Regions from separate parts of the Sus scrofa genome. Here region 2 is linked to region 1. The links are chromatin contacts, called in public HiChIP or PLAC-seq maps. All regions are on one chromosome and are shown on one strand. Each heading gives the region's core, a stretch centred on a gene start, on an enhancer-like site or on the middle of the called end of the contact. The rest is flanking DNA. Distances are from core to core; before and after follow the strand shown. Region 1 overlaps FNIP2 (folliculin-interacting protein 2). Region 2 overlaps LOC110262100 (rap guanine nucleotide exchange factor 6-like).

The links. HiChIP or PLAC-seq counts read pairs in DNA pulled down with a chosen protein or histone mark.
Region 2: a contact with region 1 is called in an H3K27ac HiChIP or PLAC-seq map of alveolar macrophages. The contact joins two enhancer-like sites. A contact is called at or near these places in 2 of 5 promoter capture datasets (fetal liver and liver) and 1 of 2 datasets of contacts at active chromatin or transcription factors (alveolar macrophages).

The regions. Positions count from the first base shown.
Region 1 is chr8:47,716,317-47,722,344 of Sscrofa11.1, forward strand. The region is part of intron 1 of FNIP2 (folliculin-interacting protein 2); the gene reads left to right. Among named protein-coding and RNA genes, the nearest start is that of FNIP2, 16 kb to the left of the region's middle. Within about 2 kb of position 3,630, at least 18 of the 83 cell types and tissues checked have an H3K27ac peak or open chromatin away from gene starts, as enhancers often do. A contact at or near this core is called in alveolar macrophages, where this site is marked.
Region 2 is chr8:48,026,365-48,032,392 of Sscrofa11.1, forward strand. All of the region lies in intron 1 of LOC110262100 (rap guanine nucleotide exchange factor 6-like), which reads left to right. Among named protein-coding and RNA genes, the nearest start is that of RAPGEF2, 150 kb to the right of the region's middle. Within about 2 kb of position 3,732, at least 1 of the 83 cell types and tissues checked has an H3K27ac peak or open chromatin away from gene starts, as enhancers often do. A contact at or near this core is called in alveolar macrophages, where this site is marked.

The sequences.
Region 1 (6,028 bases), core at 2,380-4,879:
CAAGCCCCCACCTCGATGGTTCCCTCCCAGCCTGTGGTAGAGTCATACTTGGTGTGGCTGTTGCTTGTGGGGAGGCCCCCCCCCTTTAAATAAGGACTTTGCTTACAGCAGTTTTAGGATCATACTAAAACTGAGAGGAAGGTACAGATATTCCTCTATACCTGCTGCCCCCCACGCACAGCCTCACGCTTACCTGCATCCTCTCCAGATGGTGCATTTCTTACCAAGGACACACATCTACCATCGTCATTGTACAAGACTCCTCGTTTACTTTGGGCTCACCTCTTGGTCCTGTATATTCTCTGATTTTGGACAAAAATGACACATATCCTCCATTATCATATCATACAGAGTATTTTCACTGCCCTGAACATCCTCTGTGCTCTGCCTAGTCAGCTCTCTGGCAACCTCAGTATCTCTTTTTATACCCCAGGAGCTCCTTTTTCCCCCAGATATTTCCCCAACAGTTCTGCTTCACGTATTGATCAATTTCAATTAAGAGCCAAACAGATTCCCCAAATTGCATACCTACACCAAGGAGAGGACTTTGTGTTTGAATGCCAGTTAGATTTTTACAAACAGAAGGGGAGGATAATGGGGAAAGAGAGTCATTTGTCTCAAGCCAGACCAAGGACAGGCTTCCACTTGCTCAAGTAATCTCCTCTTCCTGGTGCGCTAAGTGCTGCCTGTGATCACGGGGCCCTGGTTTGGAGAAAGGCCTCCTGGTTCAGGAGGTGCAGCCCCGTGCACGCTCCACAGTTTGTCCATCACCATGTCTTGCTTCTCCCAACCCTCCTCCATTCAGATCCAGCTGGTGCTGGACTTTGGCCTCACAGCCGATGACTGTGTGCTGCTCTCCAGCTCACTGCAGCCAGTATGGCGTTTTACTGCCTGGACCATAAAAGTCAATATTGTGTTTCAAACAGCGGTAGCCACCTGGGGGGTCTTGAGCTTGCCTTGACCCCTAGCATGTTAAGTAGCTCTTTAACGGGGAGGTTCTTTTCAGAATTCTGTCCAAATTCACACTTGATTGTCAGGATTGCTGTGGTCCAACCAGCAAACCATAGCAGGTAATTTCTGGGGTGAAAGTCTTGCTGTTTATCACATGGGAGACCCACACTCTCTCCCTGTATCTTAGAAACCTGTATGTGCAGGGCCTGGGGCCCCCACTACTCCAGAGATATTGTTGGGGGGGTCTCTCCTCTCCTTCAAAACAAATCCTAAAGTATTGTTCAACCAGCAGTTACCATCCCCCTTCTCAGAAGACTCATCTTTTCCTTCAATGCTAGAAATATTTGGGGTGTGAAACCTTCACCAACTGCCTTGAGCACTGGGGCAAGCAGGCTTCACGTGTCTTTTTCAGTTATCCGTCCTTCCTTCCTTCCTCTCTTTCTTTTTCATTCACTCTCTTTTTTGGATCTCTCTCTTTTCTTTTTCTTTTTTTTCTTTTCTTTTCTTTTTTTTTTTTTTTTTTTTGCTGGCTGACATTCTCAGTAAGGGTCCTTCCTCACTATCGGATTGATTCCTGTGTAGCCTTTTCGGGGGGAGAACAGGAGAAGAGGTCATTTAACCTAATTTGGTTTAAGCCTCAGGGTGGCCTAGAATCCTTACAGCTAGAATTCTCCATCTGCTCTCAGGCAGTTCTGCACCCAGCCCCATCTGTCTTCCCTAGGATGTAAGGCTGAGTTTGGGCATCAAAGCATATATATAAATATATATATATATATATATATAAAACTGTATCACTGTTTTAACAAGTTTGTGTTTTATCTGTGGAGTGACTTCCCTTCCATTCAGAGTAGTCCTACCCAGCCACCCCCTCAGCCTTTGGACTCCTGCCTCCTAAAAGCAGAGCTGTCTGGTTGGCTCACCCTGTACCCCTGAAACCAACACAACAGTGCAAATCAACTGTACTTCAAGAAAGGAAGGAAGGAAGAAAGGAGTAGTATATAAAATAACTTCCAGGAGTTCCTACTGTGGCACAGTGGGTTAAGAATCCCAATGTAGCGGAGGTGCACGTTCCATCCCTGGCTCCGCACGGTGGGTTAAAGGATCAAGCATTGGGGAGTTCCCGTCGTAGCTCAGTGGTTAACGAATCAGACTAGGAACCATGAAGTTGTGGGTTCGACCCTGGCCTCACTCAGTGGGTTGGGGATCCGGCGTTGCCGTGAGCTGTGGTGTAGGTTGCAGATGCAGCTTGGATTTGGTGTTGCTGTAGCTGTGATGTAGGCCAGCAGCTCTAGCTCTGATTAGACCCCTAGGCTGGGAACCTCCATATGCCGCAAGGTGCAGCCCTGGAAATGACAAAAAGACAAAAAAAAAAAAAAAAGGATCAAGCATTGGGACAGCTGTGGCAGAGGTCTCAGGTTTGATCCCTGGCCCAGGAATTTCCATGTGTAATGGATGTGGCCATTAAAAACAAAAACAAAAACAAAATCAAACAAACTTCCAGGGTTTGAATCTGAGTAACCTGGGAGAATGATAGCATAATTAATGGAATAGGGCAATTATAAGGCTAAGTGACTTAAAAAAGAAAAAGGAGTATGTACATTTGTTTTTGTGCATGCTAAATTTGAGGTGGAGTTGGACACCTCAGTAATGATATTCATGAGGCAGTGGTTGTTAGGGGACATTTTAGACTGGTATTTGCCAGAGGGCATAGGAAATCCATATTTTGCTCTTACGACTTTTTCTTCCCTTTTTGATAATTTAAAAAATTGATACAATAAATAATAATAATAAATTGATGTATAATTGGTATATAGCATTATATTGGTTTCAGGTTTTCAATGTGATTTGGTATTCATATGTATTGTATTCATGTACAGTATTCATGTATTCATATGTACAGTAAGTCTTATCTGTCATGTGGTTCCAATTTTTTTTTTCTTATGATGAGAACTTTTAAGGTCTGTTATCTTAGCAACTTTCAAATATGCAGTACAGTATTAACTATAGTCACCGTGTTATACACTGTAAGAGTTTTCTTTTTCTGTTCCCTCCCTCAAAACTAAATTCCATTTGCTTAGAGTGCAAATTATCACTGTGCTTCAATAAAACTTGTAAATTATACCTCAGTAAAACTTAAGAAAAAAATTCCATTTGCTCTTCCAAACTCAGTTCACATGATTGTTTACTCTGTCTCGCCAAAATAAGCCCTCTGAGCTCTTTTTGATGGGTCTTTATGGCACCTCCAGCATTCTACTCTCTGGTATCCTAATTTTCCCAATGCTCCCAGATTATCCCTTGAGTGCAAGGAACATTGTACACATGTCTCTGTGGTGCACAGCACTGTGGACAGTGCTGGGGACTCAATGTTTAAGTATGCTTATTTGAGCTTGTTCCTTTCTTCAGCTGGTATCACTGCTTAGAGGAATACAGATTGTTCTTAGAGCTTTAAAGAGATAAGTTGATGCACAAAAAGGACCTTTATATCATGGCTAATAAAAAGTTTGTTTTTGTGCATCAACTTGCCTCTTTAAAGCTCTAAGACCATCTTCCAGGGCTTCCATTTCAGAATTTAACCAGTAAGTGTGTTTATCCTGTCCACGCTCTTAGTGTGTTTCTCCCCCTTTGCTTCTTTCTTTTCAGTTACAGGGTTATGTCATTTTTCTTAAACCACAGAGACTCTTCTCTGTAGACCATTTGATCTCTGGTTCCACTTTCGATTTCTGAGGTTCACTGCCAAGCTATGCAGGAGTAGTCTGTTAAGAATATACTTTTTTGGGAGTTCCTGTCGTGGCTCAGGGGTTTACGAATCCAACTAGGAACCATGAGGTTGTGGGTTCGATCCCTGGCCTCGCTCCCTGGCCTTGCTCAGTTGGTTAGGGATCTGGCGTTGCCGTGAGCTGTGGTTCAGGTTGCAGATGCAGCTTGGATCCCGCGTTGCTGTGGCTCTGGTGTAGGCCAGCGGCAACAGCTCCAATTAGACCCCTATCCTGGGAACATCCATATGCTGTGGGTGCGGACCTGAAAAAGACAAAAAGACAAAAAAAAAAAAAAAAAAAAAAAAAGAATATGCTTTTTTGAGAGCCTCGGTCTGTCATAAGAATAGCTTGAAAACCGTCATTCCTTAAACTGACCAGACCTTTGCCCAAATGGAAACTCATTTACCACTTTCTTACCTGTTTGTTCAGAGAACCCTGAAAGGGTTCACTGTGTTTGCCCTCCATTGAGCATTTTCCTGCTGAAAGTGTTTAGAGTCATTCATACATGTGGCCCTCTCCTCGGTCAGCCTCCCCCTCAGATTGGCCGTGAAAAAGCTGAGTTCACGCCTCACACCCACCATGGAAAAGACCACTCTGTTTACAGTCTCCTTCCAGAAAATGTGTGTTTATCCCTACTTCTGTTTCCTGGTCCTAATCCAGACCTCTGTTCAAGATAAATATTCTACTGGCTTCACACAGTTTCATCCTCATAAAAACGAGTGACCAGATAGATACCTGTGTACTAATGCACTTCATACAGGAAAAGTGTTAACGGCAGGTGAGACTCGGATTAATAAAGGAGTGCTTGATTTGGTTTCTCATGGTCAGAGATTAAGAAAACAAGCCACCTACATTTACTAGTGCATGAGTTATATATGCTTCCAGCTTCAGGAGGCTCTCAGACATCTGTCCCTCCCATTTGAATTTTGTGAATATCAGACTTTTTTTCATTTTAAAAACTTTTATTGAAGTATAGTTGATTTCCAAGGTTGTGATCATTTCTTCTCTACAACGAAGTGATTCAGTCATACATGTGCTCACATCCATTCTCTTTCAGATTCTTTCCCACATAGATTAGCACAGGATATTGGGTAGAATCTTATACAGCAGGTCCCCACTGGCCAGTCATTGTAGATACCTCAGTGTGCATATGCCAATCCCAAACCCCCAGTCCATTCCTCTCTACTTTGGTAACTGTAAGTTTTTCAAAGTCTATGAGTCTGTTTTTGTTCTGTAGATAAGTTCATTTGTATTCTTTTTAAGATTCCACGTATAAGTGATATCATATGATGTTTGTCTTTTACTGTCTGACTAACCTCACTTAGTGTGATCATCTCTAGGTGCATCCATATTGCTGCAAATGGCATTATTTCATTCCTTACTGCTAATATTCCATTGTATATATGTACCAAGTCTCCCCCTCCTCCCCCACTTCTTCTTTTTTTCTTTCTTGGCTGTAGTGTTACCGGGTCACGGTAACTTAATCAGACCTTAACCACAGTTGTGACCTGCCCTGCGGCTTCAGCAACACCGGATCCTTAACCCACTCTGCCTGGCGGGGGATCAAACTTGCATCCCAGTGCTCCAGAGACCCCCCCCCCAATCCCTTTGTGCTACAGCGGGAACTTCTGTACCACATCTTTTTTATCCATTCATCTGTCAGTGGACATTTAGGTTGCTCCTTTGTCTTGCCTGTTGTGAGTAGTGCTGCTGTGAACATTGGGGTGCCTGTATCTTTTCAAATTAGGGTTTTCTGCAGATAAGTGCCCAGGAGTGGATATCAGGTGGTTTTTTAAATTTATTTTATTTTTTTTTTAGGGCTGCACCTGTGGCGTACGGAAGTTCCTAGGCTAGAGGTTGAATCAGAGTTGTAGCTGCTGGCCAATGCCACAGCCAGGGCAATGCCAGACCGGGCAGCCTCTGCGACCTACACCTCATGGCAATGCTGTGATCGGCTCACTGCAATACTGGATCCTTAACCTACTGAGCAAGGCCAGGGATAGAACTCTCTTCCTCATGGATACTAGTGGGGATTGTTACCACTGAGCCACACAGGAACTCCTGGGTATCAGCTTTGAAATCAGCAGGCCAACTAGTACTTGAGAGTATTTATTCCATGGTGGCTGTCCCCACACAATGATGAGAGTTGACACTTTTTATTTCCCAGAGAACACAGCTTAGTTTGGGAAGAGGCCCGGAGAGTCACCCTCTGCAGCCTTTGTTCCGTGAGAGTCGTGCTCCCTGTTTTTCAGAAAAGCAATGACAAGTTAATGGGCATCAGGGGTATTGCAATTTTGATCTCTTGGCCTTTCTTTCGTCTC
Region 2 (6,028 bases), core at 2,482-4,981, 310 kb after region 1:
GGGATATTTGAAATTCTATTCACATAAATAAGTAATATTATATAAAGTAATAGTGGCATGTGTCTCTGACATGAATTAGCTATTTGAAATCAAGATACAGTAACCTTTTCAAAACACAGAAACACTATACCCTTTTTTTTTTTTCCTTTTTAGGGCTGCACCTGTGGCATATGGAAGTTCCCAGTCTGAGGTTTGAATTGGAGCTGCAGCTACAGACCTATGGCACAGCCGCAGCAACACTGGATCCAAGCCTCTTCTATGACCTGTGCCACAGCTGGCAGCAACACTGGATCTGTAACCTACTGAGCAAGGCCAGGGATCGAACTTGCATCCTCAAGGATACTAGTCAGGTTCTTAACCCAAGAGCCACAATAGGAACTCTGTACCTTCTTGACTCATTAGAAAACTTATTTTTTTAAGCTTTGTTACTTATTTTGCAAGTTTTATAGGTGATGAAAAGGAATTGTAATTGCCTCAACAAACTTTGATCTCGAAGTTCCCGTCATGGCACAGTGGAAACGAATCCGACTAGGAACCATGAGGTTGTGAGTTTGATTCCTGGCCTTGCTCAGTGAGTTAAGGATCTGGTGTTGCAGTGAGCTGTGATGTAGTTTGTAGACGTGGCTTAGATCCTGAGTTGCTGAGGCTGTGGTGTAGGCTGTCAGCTGTAGCTCCGATTTGACCCCTATCCTGGGAACCTCCATATGCCGCAAGTACAGCCCTAAAAAGCAAACAACCACAACCACAACAACAACAAAAACTTTGATCTAGACTAGTGTAAAGAGTTAGGGAAGTGTGGACACTGGTGATAGTTCCTTAATATCTATATTTTTATGGTAGGTGACCTCATTGTTTGTAAGCGTCCCATTTGTTAAATGTGAATGATGGCTCCTTGAGGTTGTTTTGTGGATTAAGTGAAAGAAAGTACGTTTGCTATTGAGGGCAATGCCTAATATTAGTTCTTGTTGTATCACATTTTAGTGAAATAGCTAGTATTTACCAGGCCTGGGGACTCCCAGATAACATAAGACATCTGCCCCGCAAGGAACTCACCAATCTATTGCATTATAAGTAGAATGTGATGCATTGGTGCTGTAACAGCTGTCCTGTGCCAGCTCTGAGGAGGCTGGAGACCTCATGATGCATGTGTATTAAGCCTTAGGGGCTTAGAAATTCATCCTCCAGTGGACCGGGGGATATGAAAGATTCTCCAGACTAGCCCACAGTCATCTCAGCAGCATGCGTGGTTTAGGAAAATACGTGTGGACCTTTGTTCAGTGCATTTGGAGCCATAGGATTGAGCGGTAGACAGCAAGTGACTGCATGTAGTGTAGAAGCTTGTGGTTTGAGAGAGAGGAGACAGGAGTCCTGTTAAAGGCAGAGGTCTGCTCTCCAGACTTGAGATGGTTGAGAGCCCAAGAGACACAATCGAAATGGGCTAGAAATATTGCAGAAGTCCAGTCTTCTGGACAGGCTGTCTCTGTGCATGTTTCCATCAGCTGCTTATTGTATCATACATCCTATGCACACATTTATGCCAGTACCTCTTTATCATGGCAGGTGGCAATGATGGACATTTCTTAGTTCATAGGGGAAAAAAATCCAAGTTGTTGAATAGAATTTTCTTGGTTTTTAAGATTTTTAGAAAAATTTTTTTCCTCTAAATTTTGATGTCTTTAAATTTTTTTTATTAAAGTAGTCGATACAGTGTTGTGCCAGTTTCTGCTGTACAGCAAAGTGACCCACATGTACATTTATATAGCACTTTTCTGCTGTCCAGGAAAGTGACCCATGCATACATCTATATACATTATTTTCCATCATAGTTTATCCCAAGAAATTGGATGTAGTTCTCTGTGGTATACAGTAGGACTCCATTACTTATCCATTCTTTTTTTTTTTTTTTTTTGGTCTTTTTGCCTTTTCTGGGGCTGCTCCCGTGGCATATGGAGGTTCCCAGGCTAGGGATCTAATTGGAGCTGTAGCCGCTGGCCTACGCCAGAGCCACAGCAATGAGGGATCCGAGCCTTGTCTGCGACCTCCACCACAGCTCATGGCAATGCCAGATCCTTAACCCACTGAGCAAGAGCAGGGATCAAACCTGCAACCTCATGGTTCCTAGTCAGATTCATTAACCACTGCGCCATGACAGGAACTCCTGCTTATCCATTCTAAATGTGATATAAACTTTGATGTCTTCTACATGTCCATGCTGGAATCTAATATGAAATACCTAATTTATCATATTATTAAGCTTAGTATATTAGTATTAATCTGTAATGGTAATGTGATTACAACCATTGCATCCTCTGGAGGAGGTGAGGAACATGTGGTTTGAAACTCTCTATTGACTTGGGACAGCACAAGGTAACGATTGTAGGCATCTGTGAGGGCAGTTTCTTGTCCCCTACACCATTTTCTGTTTAGATAGATTAATACTGAAATTGGGAAGGGGCAGCAATTTGTAGTAATTGGTCTTCTGTACCTTTATCAGAGCTCGAATATATGTAGTTACTAAATATGCTTAATGGTTATAATGTCAGCCTTTGTGGAGAGAAAAACAAACTGATGATTACATTATTTTGACTGTTAGGATTTTTATCTTTTCAGAAAAAAAAAAAACCCACATCTGGTCTCACATTGTTAATTAACCACTATTTACTGAACTGTGATGAAGGATGTGTTTCTTGCCGTGTTGGGGTGTTTTCTTCCTCAGTCATTTGTGATGATTGTGGAGGGTTAGTGTTTGTAGAGCTGGTGGTTTAGTCCGAGTTGGTTTTAAGTTCTCTTGCCACCACCATTTCTGTGCTTTTACCTCTGTTAAGCAATAAAAAGTACTTTGGAGGAGTTGGTGTTAGTGGCTTGAACAGGAACCTTGTTTTGTCATTGGAACTAAAACCATCTTCCCTCCTGCTACATTTCTCACTGCTTGTGTCCTACATGTTGAAAATAATTGGTGGTGAAGGTTTAGAATTTCTCAAATATGGGGATTCCTGTTATGGCTCAGTGGGTTAAGAACCTGACATAGTGTCCATGAGGATATGGATTTGATCTCTGGCCTCTCTCAGTGGGTTAAGGATCCACTGTTGCTGCAGACTGCAGTGTAGGTTCACAGATGCAGCTCAGTTCCACTGTTGCCATGACTGTGGTATAGGCTGGCATCTGCAGTTCTGATTTCGACCCCTAGCCTGGGAACTTCCATATGCTGCAGGTGTGGCTGTGAAAAGAAAAGATTTTTTTTTTTTCAAATATTCATTATGAGCTAAATATTACATTTTGACTGTTAACTGCTAGTAGTTCAGTTGACAAACCAACACTTATTGATCCTTGGCACTTTTCTGTTCTTCCCTAACTCATGGTACTTATTCCCACTCACATAAAGGCTAATCAGAAAGAAGACACCCTGAAGAAGAATTAGCCATCAGCTGGTTATTCTGGGGAGACCCGATAGTGGCAATCAGTGGATCTCCAGGGTTGGGGTATGATGGTGATTATCTTATCTCTCCTGAGTATTCAAGCCAGGGTTGAAACTCATTATCACTATTTTTTTGTTGTTGTTTGAGATAATTGTAGATTCTCAAGCAGTTGTAAGAAATAATGCTGAGGTCCTCTGTACCTTTTATCCAGTTTTTCTCATTATAATCTCTTACACAACTGTAATGTGATATCACAGCCAGGGTACTGACATTGATGAAATCTAGAAGCAGAAGAATTCTGTCACAACAAGGATCCTCCTTATTGGCCTTTTTTATAGACACAGTCACTCCCCAGTCTTGCCTCTGGCAAGGACTCATCTGCTCTCTTCTCCATCGCTATTATTTTGTCATTTCAAGAATGTTATGTAAATAGAATCATAGAGTATTTGACTTTTTGGATTGACTTTTTTTTCACTCAGCATAATTAAGACTTATTATCAATTTTGACTAATATGAATTTCTAGTGGTTTGGGCTGTGTTCTTGAAATGCCAAAAATATTTGGGGAGGGGGTGGTGTAAGGGAAGGTGGATTTAAATACTGAGAAAATTTAGCTTCTAAATATGAAATTTAAATTTTTTGAAAATTTAAATATGAGAAAATTCAATAATATGTATAAAATAAAGATCAAAGGCCATTAGGTCTTGGATGAACAAGAGTTGAGAGATTACACCACATTTGGGATATTTCAATATATATAGTTCTTTTCCATAAAAACGATTTTTTTTTATCGTAATGTAAGTGGTAAAGTTAGTCTTACCATGTGTGATCCCTCATTCAGAGAAATTACTTGCTCTTCCCCAACTGAAGTGGCATTTACAATTCAGAAGGAGGTCTAATGAATGCACTCATAAAGGAGTCCTAGTGGAACAATTTGAAGAACAAAATAAAAAGAGATTATAACCTCTGGGGGAAAAATATCCATGAACTAATGCCAATATATGTCAATTATCAAATAAATAGATGGAGGAGAAGAGACAGCTCTTTGTTACAGTAGAACTCCAATAAAGAATGTAGAAGGTATGATGGAGATGGAAAATCACCAGTAGGCAAACCTCACAATAATAGCTGTTGCAAGCAAGCCAAAATTAGTGGGGCAGAGTATGATGAGAAATGTATGTATATATCAGATGTAAGAACACTTGCAGAGTCTCAGAGTGGCTCCCCCACATGATTATTTAATTACAAAGAGGAAATCTATATTTTTATAGTGAAGAAAACTAGCAGACACCAAGTTAAGCAGGTGATCAAAGTTATATCACAAGACATATCAACATCATGATGCACCAAGAAGGGCATAGCTGAGATAGTGTTCTTTTTTTTTATTTTTTATTACTCAATGAATTTTATTACATTTATATTTGTACAACGATCATCATAAATTTTATAGAATTTCCATCTCAAACTCCAATGCATCCCCCCACCCCCTAACCTGTCTCATTTGGAAACCATAAGTTTTTCAAAGTCTGTGGGTCAGTATCTGTTCTGTAAAGGAGTTCATTGTGACCTTTTTTGAGATACCACATGTAAGTTGTAGCATATGGTGTTGGTGTCTTGATGTCTGTCTTCACTTAGCATGATAATTTCTAGGTCCATCCATGTTGCTGCAAAAGCCATTCTTTTTTTTCTTTTTAATGGCTGAGTAATATTCCATTGTGTAAATGTACCACATCTTCTTTATCCACTCCTCTGTGGATGGACATTTAGGTTGTTTCCATGTCTTGGCTATTGTATAGAGTGCTGCAATGAACATTGGAGTACATGTGTCTTTTTTTTCTTTCTTTCTTTCTTTTTTTTTTTTTTTTTGGCTTTTTGCCTTTTCTAGGGCTGCTCCTGTGGCATATGGAGGTTCCCAGGCCAGGGGTCTAATTGGAGCTGTAGCTGCCGGCCTACACCAGATCCACAGCAACTCAGGATCCAAGCCACGTTTGCGACCTACACCACAGCTCACGGCAATGCTGGATCCCTAACCCACTGAGCGAGGCCAGGGATGGAACCCACAACCTCATGGTTCCTAGTCAGATTCGTTAACCACTGAGCCACGATGAGAACTTCTATGTATCTTTTTGAGTCATGATTTTCTCTGCATAAGTGCCCAGGTGTGGGATTGCTGGATCAAAATGGTAATTCTGTTTTTAGTTTGCTGAGGAATCTCCATACTGTTTTCCACAGTGGTTGCACCAATTTACAATCCCACCAACAGTGTACCAGGCTTCCTTTTTCTCCACACACTCTCCAGCACTTATAGTTTGTAGACTTTTTTTTTTTTTTTTTTTTTTGTCTTTTCTAGGGCCGCTCTCTCAGCATATGGAGGTTCCCAGGCTAGGTGTTGAATCAGAGCTGTAGCCACTGGCCTACACCAGAGCCACAGCAATGCAGGATCCAAGCCGCATCTGCAACCTACACCACAACTCACGGCAACACCAGATCCTTAACCCACTGAGCAAGGGCAGGGATCGAACCCGCAACCTCATGGTTCCTAGTCGGATTCGTTAACCACTGTGCCATGATGGGAACTCCCTGTTTGTAGACTTTGATGATGACCATTCTGGCT